Regions from separate parts of the Mus musculus genome. Here regions 1 and 3 are each linked to region 2. The links are chromatin contacts, called in public targeted proximity ligation maps. All regions are on one chromosome and are shown on one strand. The core of a region is the stretch at or near the end of the contact, and the rest is flanking DNA. Distances in the headings are between cores, read along the strand shown. Region 1 overlaps Pip5k1b (phosphatidylinositol-4-phosphate 5-kinase, type 1 beta). Region 2 has its middle 16 kb from the start of Gm50341. Region 3 overlaps Pip5k1b (phosphatidylinositol-4-phosphate 5-kinase, type 1 beta).

Evidence for each region.
Region 1: a contact with region 2 is called in a targeted proximity ligation map of pancreatic cancer cells. A contact is called at or near these places in 5 of 39 promoter capture datasets (the 3T3-L1 cell line, the HPC-7 cell line, frontonasal cranial neural crest and 2 more), 1 of 484 Hi-C or Micro-C datasets (bone marrow-derived macrophages), 5 of 130 datasets of targeted methods (embryonic basal ganglia, embryonic stem cells, intestinal villus epithelium and 2 more) and 1 of 9 other capture datasets (pancreatic islet).
Region 3: a contact with region 2 is called in a targeted proximity ligation map of pancreatic cancer cells. A contact is called at or near these places in 5 of 39 promoter capture datasets (the 3T3-L1 cell line, frontonasal cranial neural crest, hematopoietic stem and progenitor cells and 2 more) and 2 of 130 datasets of targeted methods (cardiomyocytes and pancreatic cancer cells).

Annotation. Positions count from the first base shown.
Region 1 is chr19:24,323,088-24,327,176 of GRCm38.p6, reverse strand. The region is part of intron 13 of Pip5k1b (phosphatidylinositol-4-phosphate 5-kinase, type 1 beta); the gene reads left to right. Among named protein-coding and RNA genes, the nearest start is that of Fxn, 45 kb to the right of the region's middle.
Region 2 is chr19:24,570,502-24,575,132 of GRCm38.p6, reverse strand. No RefSeq gene overlaps it. Among named protein-coding and RNA genes, the nearest start is that of Gm50341, 16 kb to the right of the region's middle.
Region 3 is chr19:24,341,182-24,345,786 of GRCm38.p6, reverse strand. All of the region lies in intron 13 of Pip5k1b (phosphatidylinositol-4-phosphate 5-kinase, type 1 beta), which reads left to right. Among named protein-coding and RNA genes, the nearest start is that of Fxn, 63 kb to the right of the region's middle.

The DNA of each region.
Region 1 (4,089 bases), core at 32-2,531, 250 kb after region 2:
AGAAAACATTGTTAAATTGATTGTGTGCTTGTCACACAGCTCTGGGTATACTGAAAACACTGAATTGCGTGATTTAAGTGAATCAATTGTTTGGTATGTGTATAATATTTCAATAACATTAGCAAACAAAAAATGGGACACAGGGAGTCTAGGGCTGGGGCCTGGGAGCCTGGGGCTGGGGCTTGTTATTTGTAGATTTGCTCTGGGGTAATTCACCAGCGTTACTCGTGTTAGGAGTCTCTCAGGTCAGATTCCCCAGAAAAGACTCCCTTGTCTCTCAGCCTGCAAGATAAAGGCTGGTTTTATGGGCTAACCCCACCTCATCCCCATGTTTGTTCCTAACCTACGCTGTAACTGGTGCTCTGTGATCCAAAGACTCTCTGTTCTACCCACTCCTGAGACTAAGACTTGGAAAAAAAATAGAGTTGAAAAAAGACAGTTGCGTAGTAAAGAGAATTCTGGAAGCTGATCTGCCTGCTTAACTAGACTTTTAGCCAGAGGCATCTGTCTTACCCTCTCTCCCTCTCCCCAACTAAATGCACACTTTCCCTCTTATTCCTGACTTGTTAAGGAGCTCTGGGGATCAAAATAGAGAAAATGAAGTGAGCAGGGAAACATGTATCAAAAATAGACAGTTTGTCTTCTCCGGTTCCTCTGATCCATCATGTTATCTACTACTGAGGGTCCGTTTTCATTTAAGATTCTGATTTGGGGGAGAAAAAACAGAATAAGCATTTATTTCGGGACAAGTTATTCTTGTAGTTGCAGAATCAAAAGGTGGAAGCAGATTCCTCCCCTACCAAAGGTAGAAATAGTACTTTTCATGTGTAGACAGAAGGACAACTCCTGTCTGAATCCAGAGACCTAGTTAAGTTCATTTAAACATAACGTTTATCATTGGCTCTTTTGAGATTTAAAACAAATAATAACAATAAAAGCTGAAGCCCCTGGCCAAGAGGGGAAGCCTCCCTGAGCTCGAGCAAGGTTGAAGGTCTCGATTCTCACGGCCTCGTAAAGAAGAGAGACATTGCATTATTGTGATGGGGAGAGGAAAGCCTTGCTGCTTTTCGTACATGTTCTCCTCACATGACTCCCTGGTCTTAAAGGAGCTATTCCGTTCATCTATACTAAATGTAGGGCTCAGAGGATTCAAATGATGCGGGGAACAGTAGCCAACCACTATCCTCTGAGATGCTTGAGCAGGCAGCTAACTCGGTTCCTGTTTCTGCTGCCAGTGCGTAGGATTATACCACACATCCCAGACATACTTCTTAAAGAAGCAGATGAATCATCAAGAGAGAGAAAGCCAGTCATTGTTTAAAGTGCCATTTTGCCATGTGTACTGGCACATTCAAGACAATTTCGAATTACCTTGTGACTAAAGCATTTCAGTATCTTAAGATGTTAGTCATGACTGACATCTCTGAGATTGCCTGTCTCTCGAGCCTTGCAACTCTTTTTTCCAATCTAAATGTTGAAGAAAGAAAAATTGACTTTCATTTTCCATGCTGGGGACTGATTCCAGGGCCTCCCGTGTGCTGTGCACAGCTCAACCACTAAATGTTACTGCAAGCCCTGAATAGGCCCCGCATGTCTACATAGCATATACAATGATGCATGCATGTATACATGGCATATACAATGATGTATGCATGTATACATGGTATACACAATGATGCATGCATGCATACGTGGCATATACAATGATGCATGCATGTATACATGGTATACACAATGATGCATGTCAGCATGCCCTTCCCAGGATATCACAGCCATTCAAAACTCACTCCATAATGTGAAAGGAGAGAAATAAAAATGTGAGAGGCCTTGCTCAAAAACTGTTAACAAGAGCATCGTGATACGCTTTGATTATCTCAGAATTCTCAACATTAAGACAAGAAGATCGTGAGTTCTTGGCCAGCCTGAGCTTCAGAGTATATCCAGGGTTAGCCTAAGTTACATAACAAAATACACACACACACACACACACACACACACACACACACACACAGAAGCAGGCAGGACATTAAACTAAGCTGGGACAGTTGCCCTGGTCACTTGTCTGTGAAGCCAGCCCTGGAGGAAGACACTTAGCAGCCCTGAAGGAAGACACTTGTCGTATCTGCTGATTATAATGTACACTTTTAACCTGTTACCATGACTAGCCCTCTGTCTAAGGATCCTTGCTACAAGATCATCAGGGATAACTTATGAAGTCCTTCCTAAACTTCCACCTCGCAAATCCTATAGTTCAGTCACAAACCTGGCATCCTTCATACAATAGTCCCTTGCCCTGGGTGATCCCTGCCAGGGTGCTGAGTGCTTTGTGGCAGGAATTTCAGGTCGTTTCTTCCCGCTCTGACAGTAGCTTTCAGTGGGTCGGTTCTTCAAGCCAAATTAAATGAAAACTTGAGATCAGATCCGAAAGGGAGGGGGAAAAAAACCTTAAATAAAAATATATCTTCTGTTTCTAAGCTCCTGGCAGTTAGTAGACCTTGTGTCTACTACCCATGTGTGCACGCACACACATACACATTCACACACAGAGATCACACACTCAGACACACACACAGAGAGATCACACACACACACTCAGACACACACAGAGAGAGATCACACACCTTGTTTTTCAACTCAGTTCATCTGAGCACCTGCTACTCATTTTCGAAGGAAATTAAATCAATAGCATTTTTTTCTTGCCCGTTGGCAGTCTTTAAGCATCCTCCTCTCATTTTCAAGAGTGCTTTATATTCAGACATGTGCACGTGTCCTTTAGCTTGTTTATTTTGAATTTCAAGTCTCATAGACACTCAGAAATTCCTGTCGCTCCACCCTCTCCCACGGAGGCCCTTTCCACTCACATGATGGATGGACTAAAATGTCTCCTGGGGGCTTCCAAAATGATTTAAAATGCCATTTAGAGATGTCAAGGCCCCAGAAGGGAGGGAAAGGGCTAAAGTTTATTTATCATAAGTAAACATCCTATCTTGCTATCTCCGAACAGTGCATGTATTGATACCTTGAACTTTGAAGAAGTTTGGCATCTGTTCTGTGGCTGCTTGCTGTGAAGGCTACTCCCTTGAGTTTGTCTCCAAACAAGCCGAGTCTGACTTGGGTCTAACCTGACTCCATACGCAGTCCAGGGAGCTGCTGAGGCTCTGTGTGAATAAGAGCTAAAAGCTCCTTCCTCCCTAGGGCAAAGAGTCAGAAGCCAGGCGTGAGGGATTACAAAGGAGGGATTGTCCTAATAAAGCAGACGTTAGTGCTATAGCTAAGAAAGAAACAGGCAACTTGCAAGAGCTAAGGGACCTGGGAAGAGAAATGGCATGGAGCTTTTTAAACTAGAATATCCTTGCGTTTCCCTGTGACCTTGCCTCTGGAGGAGTTTCTTGAGTCAGTCCTCACAGTAAACACAGAGGAAAAGACAACTGACTGTTTCACATACAATAATGCCTCTTCACTCTCCTCATGGACAGAGCCAGCCCAAGCATGAAGCCTTAAAGGGGTCTGGACTGGAAGCTGCCCCTCCCCCCAACCCCACCCCCGACAAACTGTGCCTCCTTTGTAGGCTTGCACAACTTTTCATAGATTGGATTGGCTCACTCAGTAATTAAACAGCTGTGTCACTTAATATCCCATGTCTCCTCATCTACTGGAGATTAAGGATCTCCACCACAAAAAAAAAAAAAAAAAAAAAAAAAGTTACTGCAAGAGTGGGCACAGTGGTTCGTGGTGCAGTTGGAGCTACTGAGGTAAAAGGCTCATGTGAGCCCAGGAGTTCAAGACAAGCCTGGGTATTGTAATGAGACCCCACAGCTAAAGAGAAAATGAAGGGTCACTTCTTTGCCTTTTGGCTGATATCAAGGGTCAGAGAAGAAGGGGAGCCAGGCCCAGTGGCTCACACCTGTACCCCTAGCACTTGGAGACAGGAGCAAAAGAATTATTGTGAGTCTGAGGCTAAACTGGGTTACAGAATAAGACCCTGGTTCAAGGAGAAGGAGGAAGAGAAGTGAAGGAGAATAATAATAATCAGGGAGATGTCTCAGTTATAAACATGCCCATCACACAAACACAGTATCTGAGTTCAGA
Region 2 (4,631 bases), core at 448-2,947:
CATTTGCACACATATCACCCGAGGACCTGTTAAGATGCAGATTTTGACTTGATTGGCCTGCAGTGCAGTCTGAGAATCTGCATTTCCAATGAAGTCTTTAATGACACAGAGGTGTCTGGTCCGTGGACCATGGTTCCTGACGATGGTGACCGCATAGAGCGTTATTACTATGTATTAATACTAACACCAGAGTCAGTGGTTTACCTCCTAATGGAGGCACATGGGTGGGCTGGCTAAGATAAAAGGAAAAAAATTCACACCCCTGAAAATCTTAGGGCCTTGTCTTTACATTTGTTCTTCAAAAAGGCACGAGGATGAAGACTAATCTTTAAAAATTGAACTTTCAAAAGATTACATACCTGGTGTACTGACTAGCTTTGTGTGCCAACTTGACACAGGCTGGAGTTATCACAGAGAAAGGAGCTTCAGTTGGGGAAGTGCCTTCATGAGATCCAGCTGTAAGGCATTTTCTCAATTAGTGATCAAGGTGGGGAGGCATTGTGGGTGGTGCCATCCCTAGGCTGGTAGTCCTGGGTTCTATAAGAAAGCAAGCTGAGCGAGCCAAGGGAAGCAAGCCAGTAAGTAACATCCCTCCATGGCCTCTGCATCAGCTCCTGCTTCCTGACCTGCTTGAGTTCCAGTCCTGACTTCCTTGGTGATGAACAGCAATGTGGGAAGTGTAAGCTGAATAAACCCTTTCCTCCTCAACTTGCTTCTTGGTCATGATGTGTTGGGCAGGAATAGAAACCCTGACTAAGACACCTGGTTAGAAAAATGCTTTTTAATAACTTAAAATATTACTTGAGTTTATCCACCTGGACCAGGACCTGGATGATAAGTTGTGGCTATCCACTTACGTGCTGCTGCAACACAGGCATGACACATCCTTGCCATCAGAAGAGGCAAGATCCTTTCTTGTCTCTTCCCCAATTGGGGACAAGCTGTTATAAATCTGAGCAGCAGACAACAGCACGTACCATTCACTTTGCTCCTGCGGTCACCAGGTTGAAGGGGCAGAGGTGATCCACCTGAAGGACAGCTTTTGGATCTCACTTATGAGTGAGGAAGGCTTCTGTAAGGAGGGCTGACTCTCCCCAGACATGAGAAATTCCATTCAAACACAGCACTGATGGGCTGAAGTGGGGCTAACAGTCCTGTAAGCAAGACTTTGAAGGAATCAATGGGTCTTAGGAGAATGTAGACAAAGGGCTTCCTCCCACCTACTGACAAATCTCAGCTGGTAGCTTAGCAGGTACTCTCTGGCTATCTGGCACAAACTGGGAGGCATGCAGATCTAACTGAAAGCAGCTGGCATTTGAAGGGAGATAGAGGAGGCCACACTAGTATTCTTGGAGCCACTGCTGTTTGCATGTCTAATGAAGGATCAAGGATGCTTCTCTAGAAGGTTGGCATGGAGACTAAGAATGACGTATTAAAGCACCTGATATGTTTAACTAGTATTGATAATCTGTTGCTTCTAGAGCATCAAAACAAGCTTCGCTCCTTAGTCTTGTCTCTTATCCACTCTCCAAATCACTCCATGAGGGCTTAATCTGGGCCCGTTTGTCAGACAGCCATCCTCTGCTAGGTTGGGTGGTTTTACTCAATCGCACAGGTACTTGCTCTCCACTTTCCCCAGCCTGCAGGCTCAGCTTCTTCCCCCATCTGCCTTTCTCCTAGATGAGCCAGGACTATGTGGCAATCCCTATTTTCTTGAGCCATTTATTCTTTCTGGATGGTATTTGTGAGGCATTAGGCTGAGGGCTAGCCTTTGAGTCTTGGATGTAAATAAGAAATCAAATCTACTAAATTCTCCACTCCATCCTGTTTACTGAAAGTAAAGCCTCTGTTTACCTACAATTCTTTCAGTATTCTTGCACAGAGCAGCGCTTCTCAACCTGTGGGTCAAAACACAGTTGGGGTCACATATCAGACATCCTGCGTATCAGATATTTACATTATGACTCATAACAGTAACAGAATCACAGTTATGAAGAAGTAGTAACATAACTTTATGGCTGGGAGTCACCACATCATCAGAACTGTGTTAAGTGGTCACAGCATTAAGAGGGTTGAGAGTCACTGGGGTAGAGTCTAGCCTATGGTAATTTTTCAGATCCTTCCCTACAAAGTCATGTGTCAAAGTTGAGCATGACAGAGTAAAGGTTGATTCAGGGAAATGCTGAGGTCCCCTCCTTTTTGTTGGAGAAACTGGGTTGTGTGGGCCACACCCTTAGTTAATCTGGACACAGATTAAATCAATTTACTATGCACCTGCCTGGTATGCATGAAGAAATAAGAGTGAAATTACAGTTTGTTTGTTTCTTCGTTTGTTTGCTGGCTTTTAGAAAAATGCACGGCACTAGAAGTCATTGTGTTAAGTAAAGCAAGCCAGACCCAGAAAGATAAGTTATAAAGGTTTTCTTTCATATGTAGTTTGTTGGGGAAAGACATGAACATAAGAAGACTTTTAGGGGTGTGAGGGGAGGGAAGGAAGAAGAGGGTTAAGAAAGGATAACAAGAGTGAATGTGATTGGATTAAGCACCAATATTAAAATGTCATGGTGAAACCCCTTTGCCTTGTACATTTTTTTTTAATTCATAAAGGAAAATAACATGTAGAAAAGTGAACTCTGGCATTTTACTAACTGCCACTGGGGAGGAAAGGAGCAGGCAGATAGGGCCACACCGTGTCTGTATTTTCTTATTTTGGTTCTTTCAGTTAAGAATTCCCAAAGTAAGTGAGGTATTTTAAAAAAAAATTCTTATCAAGCCTGCCCAGCGTGGTAGTTATTTATTATATTATTGTTAAGCCTTGTATGCCTGTAATATTTCATAGTAACTTTTATCACAATGATTGTTTCCCCTTTGCCTAAGCCTTAAGAGGTCTCTTAGATCTCACAATGAACATGGAACCAGAACCCCAGAGACCGCCCAAGTAGCAGAAGTTTCTTTTCTTTTTTTTCCCTAAACACTAAACACCCTTTGGTGGCTATTTCGGGTTTCCTTTCCGACCCAGTATTTCAGGAGTGAGCTGCATGCAGGTCACGGGAGTTGAGCCTGGAAAATCCCAGTGGTCGTCAGTCTGCCCAGTGAGAGCTCCACACTGAGTGAGTCATTGTTACTGCAGTCCTGACCTTGCCTGACCTCCTTAGTGTCTAGGGCCACAGCAGAACAGAACTCCTGACTGAGAGAGCTGGCGATAAGGATAAGTGGTCTTAGCTGGGCCCAGGGCACATGACCGCACCCTGGATGGAATGGAATGAGAAGGGTCAGACCTCCCCCCACGGCCCCATGTCCCTCCCCCTGGGGGGTGGGACTTTCACCAGGTAGGTCTGCAGTCCTATTACAAGTGGATGGAACTGCTGAGAGTTCTCCTGAGGAATGTCGGAGAGTTTCTGTTGGAAGGGCAGTGTGCACAGGGATCCTAAGACAGCACCCTGCAGTATGCCTGCCTTCAGAAACTGGCCAACTGAGGTTTCACACCAGTATGCGGTTTTTGGCAAAGTTATACTCTTCTGAAATTAAAAGAAAGAAACATACATTATCCTTGTAAACAAAAGTATTTATGTACAAGGTCATAGTATATAGAAAGCTAAAGAACAAAACAGCAAAACACAAAGAACCCCACTGCTTAGCCATCGATGGCTAGCTCCTGGTCTGTGGTTTTCCTGGTATCCTATGTTTTTTGTTACCTAGTTCGTCTTTTTAACAGTAGCTACTGACCAAGTATCAGGCTTTATTCTGGGAGCTAGAAATATTCTTAGGCAACTGATACTATCTGGAAGCAGATGATTGGTTGATTTCTAATCAAAAAAATCAATTAGTTCAATTAGCAACAAACTCTGGAGCACCTATAGTGCATGCTGAGCTAAACTACAGGATACAAGATTGAACAAGATGCTGCTGGAGGGGCTGAAAGCCTCCATGCCGAGTGCGCTCTGTAAACGTGGCTGTGTGCCAGGTGCTAGGGCCATCAGAGCGTTCATCACTGTTAAGAAGTTTTGTCTTGGAGCTCCATCTAGTAGAAGTCACATGAGGAGCATGTATTAACAATGCGGCCAATTTAGATGGTCACCAGTTGCTATTTACATTAGTATCAAATAATGTTAAAAATTCATTTCCTCGGTCACGTTAGCCACATTGTAGGTGCTGTCTGCGCTAGCCTAGTATCCAAGTCTAGAGCAGCGTCTTCACAGAAGTTTTTCATTAAGAGTGTTTGGAAGCACAGAAAGAAGACTCGGAGCATCAAGATGTGGAGATCAAGATGGCTACCGGAAAAGGGGTCCTGACAAAATCATAGCTGGGAGCTGAAGGGTGGGTGCCTTCAGTCCTTATGTTCTCCTGGGAAGGTATGACTTAGCTCTAGTTAGTAAGTTAGGAAACGGACTCAGAAGTTGAGGAACTAAATTTGCCTAACATTCCAAGGTGAGTGAGGGCACATTGACTCCAAATCTGTCTGTCGGCTGGACTGTGCTCAGAAGCCTACTACTGTATAAGGGAACCCTGGCTAAAAGAGATTAACATTGTCTCTTGGAAGGCATGGGTGTCAACTTTCTATTGTGAAGTTGACACTGTGTGCTGTGTTCCAATGCATTTAGTGATGTACTGATGAGGTACAGACTATATAC
Region 3 (4,605 bases), core at 1,562-4,061, 230 kb after region 2:
TAGCAACCAGATGTGCCTGTCCCTGCCTCATGTGCTTTGTTTTTGCTGTTGCAAAAACACATTTAAAGAAAAACACTTCTTTTTCCCTTTGCCGCTAATCATTACATTTTTGTAAAAATAAGTGATAAACAGTTATACACTTGACTCCATGCAAAAAGACAAAATTTTCATCATTTTTTAGTGAGGTGTGTGTGTCTGTGTGCGCATTTGTGCATACGTATGTGGCCATTCACAAGTGTGAACTTGGTATGCATGTGCCGTGCACATGTGGAATTCAAAGGACGACCTCATGTGCGCCAGTTGTCATCTTCCGCCTTTTTTGTGACAGTGTCTCTGTTTTCCTGCCTCATAAGCGAAGTTCATTGGCCCAGGAGCTGCCAAGAGTCTCCTGTCTGCCTCCAAGATTGTGGAAGTAGAGATGTACTTGCTTTGTGTCACCTTTTACGTGCTCTGGGGAGTCAAACTCAGGTCCTCACATTTGCTTGAGTAGCAAATGCTTTCTATCCAGTGAGCCATGTTCATAGCTTTTTACCCACCTCTGCCTCCTGTTTTTGAGACAAGGGCTCAATGTAGCACAAGCCAGCCTTAAATTTACATTCATGGTATGTGTCGTTCATTCATCATACTCATCAGTACTCTCGAATATATATATATATATATATATATATATATATATATATATATATATATACATATATTTTATTTATTTATTTATTTATTTATTTATTTATTTATTTGCTAATATTGCTATGGATTGAACTCAGGGCCTCAGCAGCGCTCAGCAAGCACTCTGTGACTCTGCTACAGATCCCACGAGCAGATTCATTAAAATAACCTCTCTAAATACATATTACTCATGTAGCTACAAAGACACTTCGTGCATTGTTTTGTACGTGAGACCTTAATGACTAAGGTAAAAAGAATGTATCCATGGCTTTCAGAGCTGCCACATCTGTGAGTCCAGAGTTCAGCATGGTCTTTGGCGAGCTAACGTTTGGTGGTTGTATCTTGTTGCTCTGCCTTCCTCTTGGCTGCATAGAAGAGTCCAGACTGTTGGGTAGCAGATGGGGCAGCACTGGCTCTGGAGAAGCGGACAAGTGTGAGACAGCGGGGGTTGGTTTGGATCGCTTCACCTGCAGAACCACCAGAAAGCTTCCTTCCTCTGTAGATGACTTAAGTCACTTAAAGTACATAAAGGACATTTGACTCGCCCAGCTTTCTAGGTTTGAAGACATTCAATGTGACATATAATAGCTTAATATGAATGCGGGCTATGAATGTTTAAATCTGGCTTCTCAGTCAAGCCCCTCGATGTATGGTGCAGCAGATGCAGGGGGCTGTACCCCATGAGTGTAAGTGACACTTGGAGGGTAGCAGAAAAGTCACAGCAAGGCTTCAGCAACGTTAAGAACAGTTCTCATAACAATGGTACTTCTTTATAGTTTGCTACTATGGTCATTATCAGGAGCGTATCATTCAATGCCCTCTTGAATCATTTCCTGAAATTTCCAGCACTAAGGGAATGGTATTTGGGGTTGGGGTTTTGTAATGGTTGTGGTTCTTGGTGGTGGTGGTGATGGTGGGTGGGTAAGTGGTTTGTTGATATCAGAAGGGTTCTTAAGTGCTCTATCTCTTGGTAAGAGCTATTAAACTCCTGAGCATTCGCAGGGATTCTTCGGGCTCTGGCCTCCCCCTGAAGCCAGTCCTGTGGCCAGATAGAGTCTAGCTACCTCTCCATGCCCGCCCACCCAGCTGTGCACTCTGGGCACTGTGCTCTAATTATGCACATCTTCTCTCCTGCTGATGCTAGCTCACCTCCAGATGTGCATGTGGGAAATGGACCAGTGAGCCTTCTGTCTATAATACTCCAAGAGTCTTTCCCCTCTCTTTGGTGCTCCGTTGCTTTAAGCAGTTTTCTCTGGCATTCTACTGTGGTATTTGGGATCTCATACTTAGCTATCAGTCAGGGTTCAGTTGCAAGAACTAAACATGGACTCCATCGGAAGCAGAAGGGAGGAGCTGGGTGTTTGCAGTGTGTGAGGGAAGGGAGGCCCAGAGGCATTGATCAGTCATGGTCACTCCACTGAGCCCACCCTCCTGCAGCTGGGTGGTGCTCAACCTCTCCCAGAGACAACTGAGAAAGCATTTCTGAGATCCCAGGACGCCCTTACAAGAAGCCAGCTAGCAAGCTCAGGCAGTTTCACTTTTCCTGACACTTCTCAGCTGATGAGGAGACCTGAGGACCCTCTGGGTGCCACCCTTTCTTCTTCATCCTCTTGCCTGTCTCCTGCCTGCTCTCCCCACAGGCGTTTCTGCTGTTAGCCTTCTTGTGTACAAAAAGCTGGAAGATCTACCACAGTTACCTTCTCCTTAGGGAAATCATGAGGATCAGAGACTCAGGGATGCTAAAAAACCCTGAAGAGAAATATAGCCCGAGGAGCCCTGGGAGTGAACACCCCTGAATGCTTAGCCCACCGAGCTCAGCCCTGCTTATTTAGCAGGGAAAGCTAATCGGCAAACTGTCCTTATCATGGTTGTCTTATTTCTTTAGTACAGTACATGGTATTTCTTGAAATCAGAATTGACATGATTGTAAGTGTCTCATCTGGCTTAACTAAGTTTTAAAACCAAATACAGACAGCCTGGGGAGAAAATGCATCAAACAAGGAACGGGAAAGTACATCAAATATTGACATTGCAATTTACAGCTGAGATTTTTCTGTTTCTCTGTGAGTCATATTTCTGTTCCAAGTGGCCTGCTTTCTCATTTAAACACGTTATCCTTATCTGTGCTCATATAAGCTATAAATACTTCAAGTATCTGCTGTCGTCCTCTGTGTCTTTAGAGCCCTTAACGTTGAGGCATTGAACGGCATCCAGAGAAGTCCACACCTAAATTATGTATTGCAGTAGGAAATGGCTGTCTCTAGAATTCTTTTTAGACTATCTTTCTTTGTGACTTTTAAAGTTCCACTGGTTTCTTTGAATCTGGTTTGTTAAGTATACTCTCAAAATTGACTAGGGAGCAAAGAGAAAAGTTATGATGCCTTAAAAGTATATTTTTAACTGCTGATTGAGAGTATGTTCTCTCTCTCTCTGTTTCTTTCTGTTTCTGTCTCTCTCTCTGTCTCTCTCTCTGTCTCTGTCTCTCTCTCTCTCTCTCTCTGTTGGGTGGAAGGTATGTACATATGTATGTACACATCTGTCTTTCGAAAAGTCAGGAATCTGCCTGCCTTTGTCTCCCTGGTGCTAGAAATCTGAACTTGGGTCCTTGTGCTGCTTGCTTGGCAAGCACTTTACCAACTGGGCAGCCTCCCCAGCTCCAGAAGTCCATACTTAAAGGCTCTACTATAAGATCTTAGGTTAGAGCGTATGGCTCACAGGAATACAAAGACACTCCATCAGCAACCTGCCTCACAAACAAATCATAGGTTATAAATCTGAATTCCTGGTACTTGAATTTTTCTTACCTACTGAGAAATCTGTTCTTCGAAAGGAGATATGAACTGAGTGCCAACAACTAGAGGGGCAAATAGGTTTTATCTCCAAACTAAGAGCAATTCAACTTAGTGCTGTGAAATAAGTTATATACATGACTATTCATTCTTTCCATGATTCCCTGCACAGTTGGGAGCAAAGCTGGGGCTCTGTTTATGCATACAGGTTGAAAGCTCACTTCACCCCCAATGTATCTGTGCTCCCCCATCCCAGAAGCCCTTACCAGCATCACTGTGGTAGCTAGTCTCATGTATTTGTCCGTGTTTTCCTGGTGGCTCTCTCTAACATCTAGCCCACTATTAAAATGTGGAGTTTTATGAGAAGAGCAGATACCATAGGAGAAGCAACTGGCCATGCTGGGAGCCAGCTGGCAAAACCTTTCTAACTGATGAGTCCAGCAGCTAGATCTCAGGCTGCTGATTCGGAAGGTCTGACAGCAGTCCTGAGCCCTCTTCTTCCCCCATGAGTATTGTCAACCTAGGAGCCAATGAGCTGATTCCTGCAGCTATGAGTCTCTTCTCCCAAACTGGTCAGATTAAAGCCATGGCAGGAGAGCCCTCCATGCTAAAGTAGGTGAGAGACCCCTTGTCTTAGTTAGGGTTTCCGTTGCTGTGAAGAGACACCGTGACCAAGACAACTAAGAAAACATTTAATTAGGTCTGGCTTACAGTTTCAGAGGTTCAGTCCATTATCATTATGGCTGGAAGCATGGCAGTGTGCAGGCAGACCTGGTGCTGGAAGAGCTGAGAGTTCTACATCTTGATCCACAGGCAGCAGATGGAGACTGTGTACCAAACTGGGGATATCTTGAGTATATATGAGACCTCAGAGCCTGCCTCCATAATAACACACTTCCTCCATCAAGGCCAATATACTCCAACAAAGCCACACCTCCTAATAGTACCAATCCCTATGAGCCAAACATTCAAACACATGAGTCTACGAGGCCATACCCATTCAAACTACCATACCTTTCTTTAGAATAGTCTAAGAGATCAGGAAACAGCTATACAGAGTTCTGGTGTCATAGTAAGTCAGCTAGTAAGAGTCCAATTGGAGCACAGAGCTCCAGGGTCTAAGCCTCCTGTTCTTTCCCTGAGCCACCCT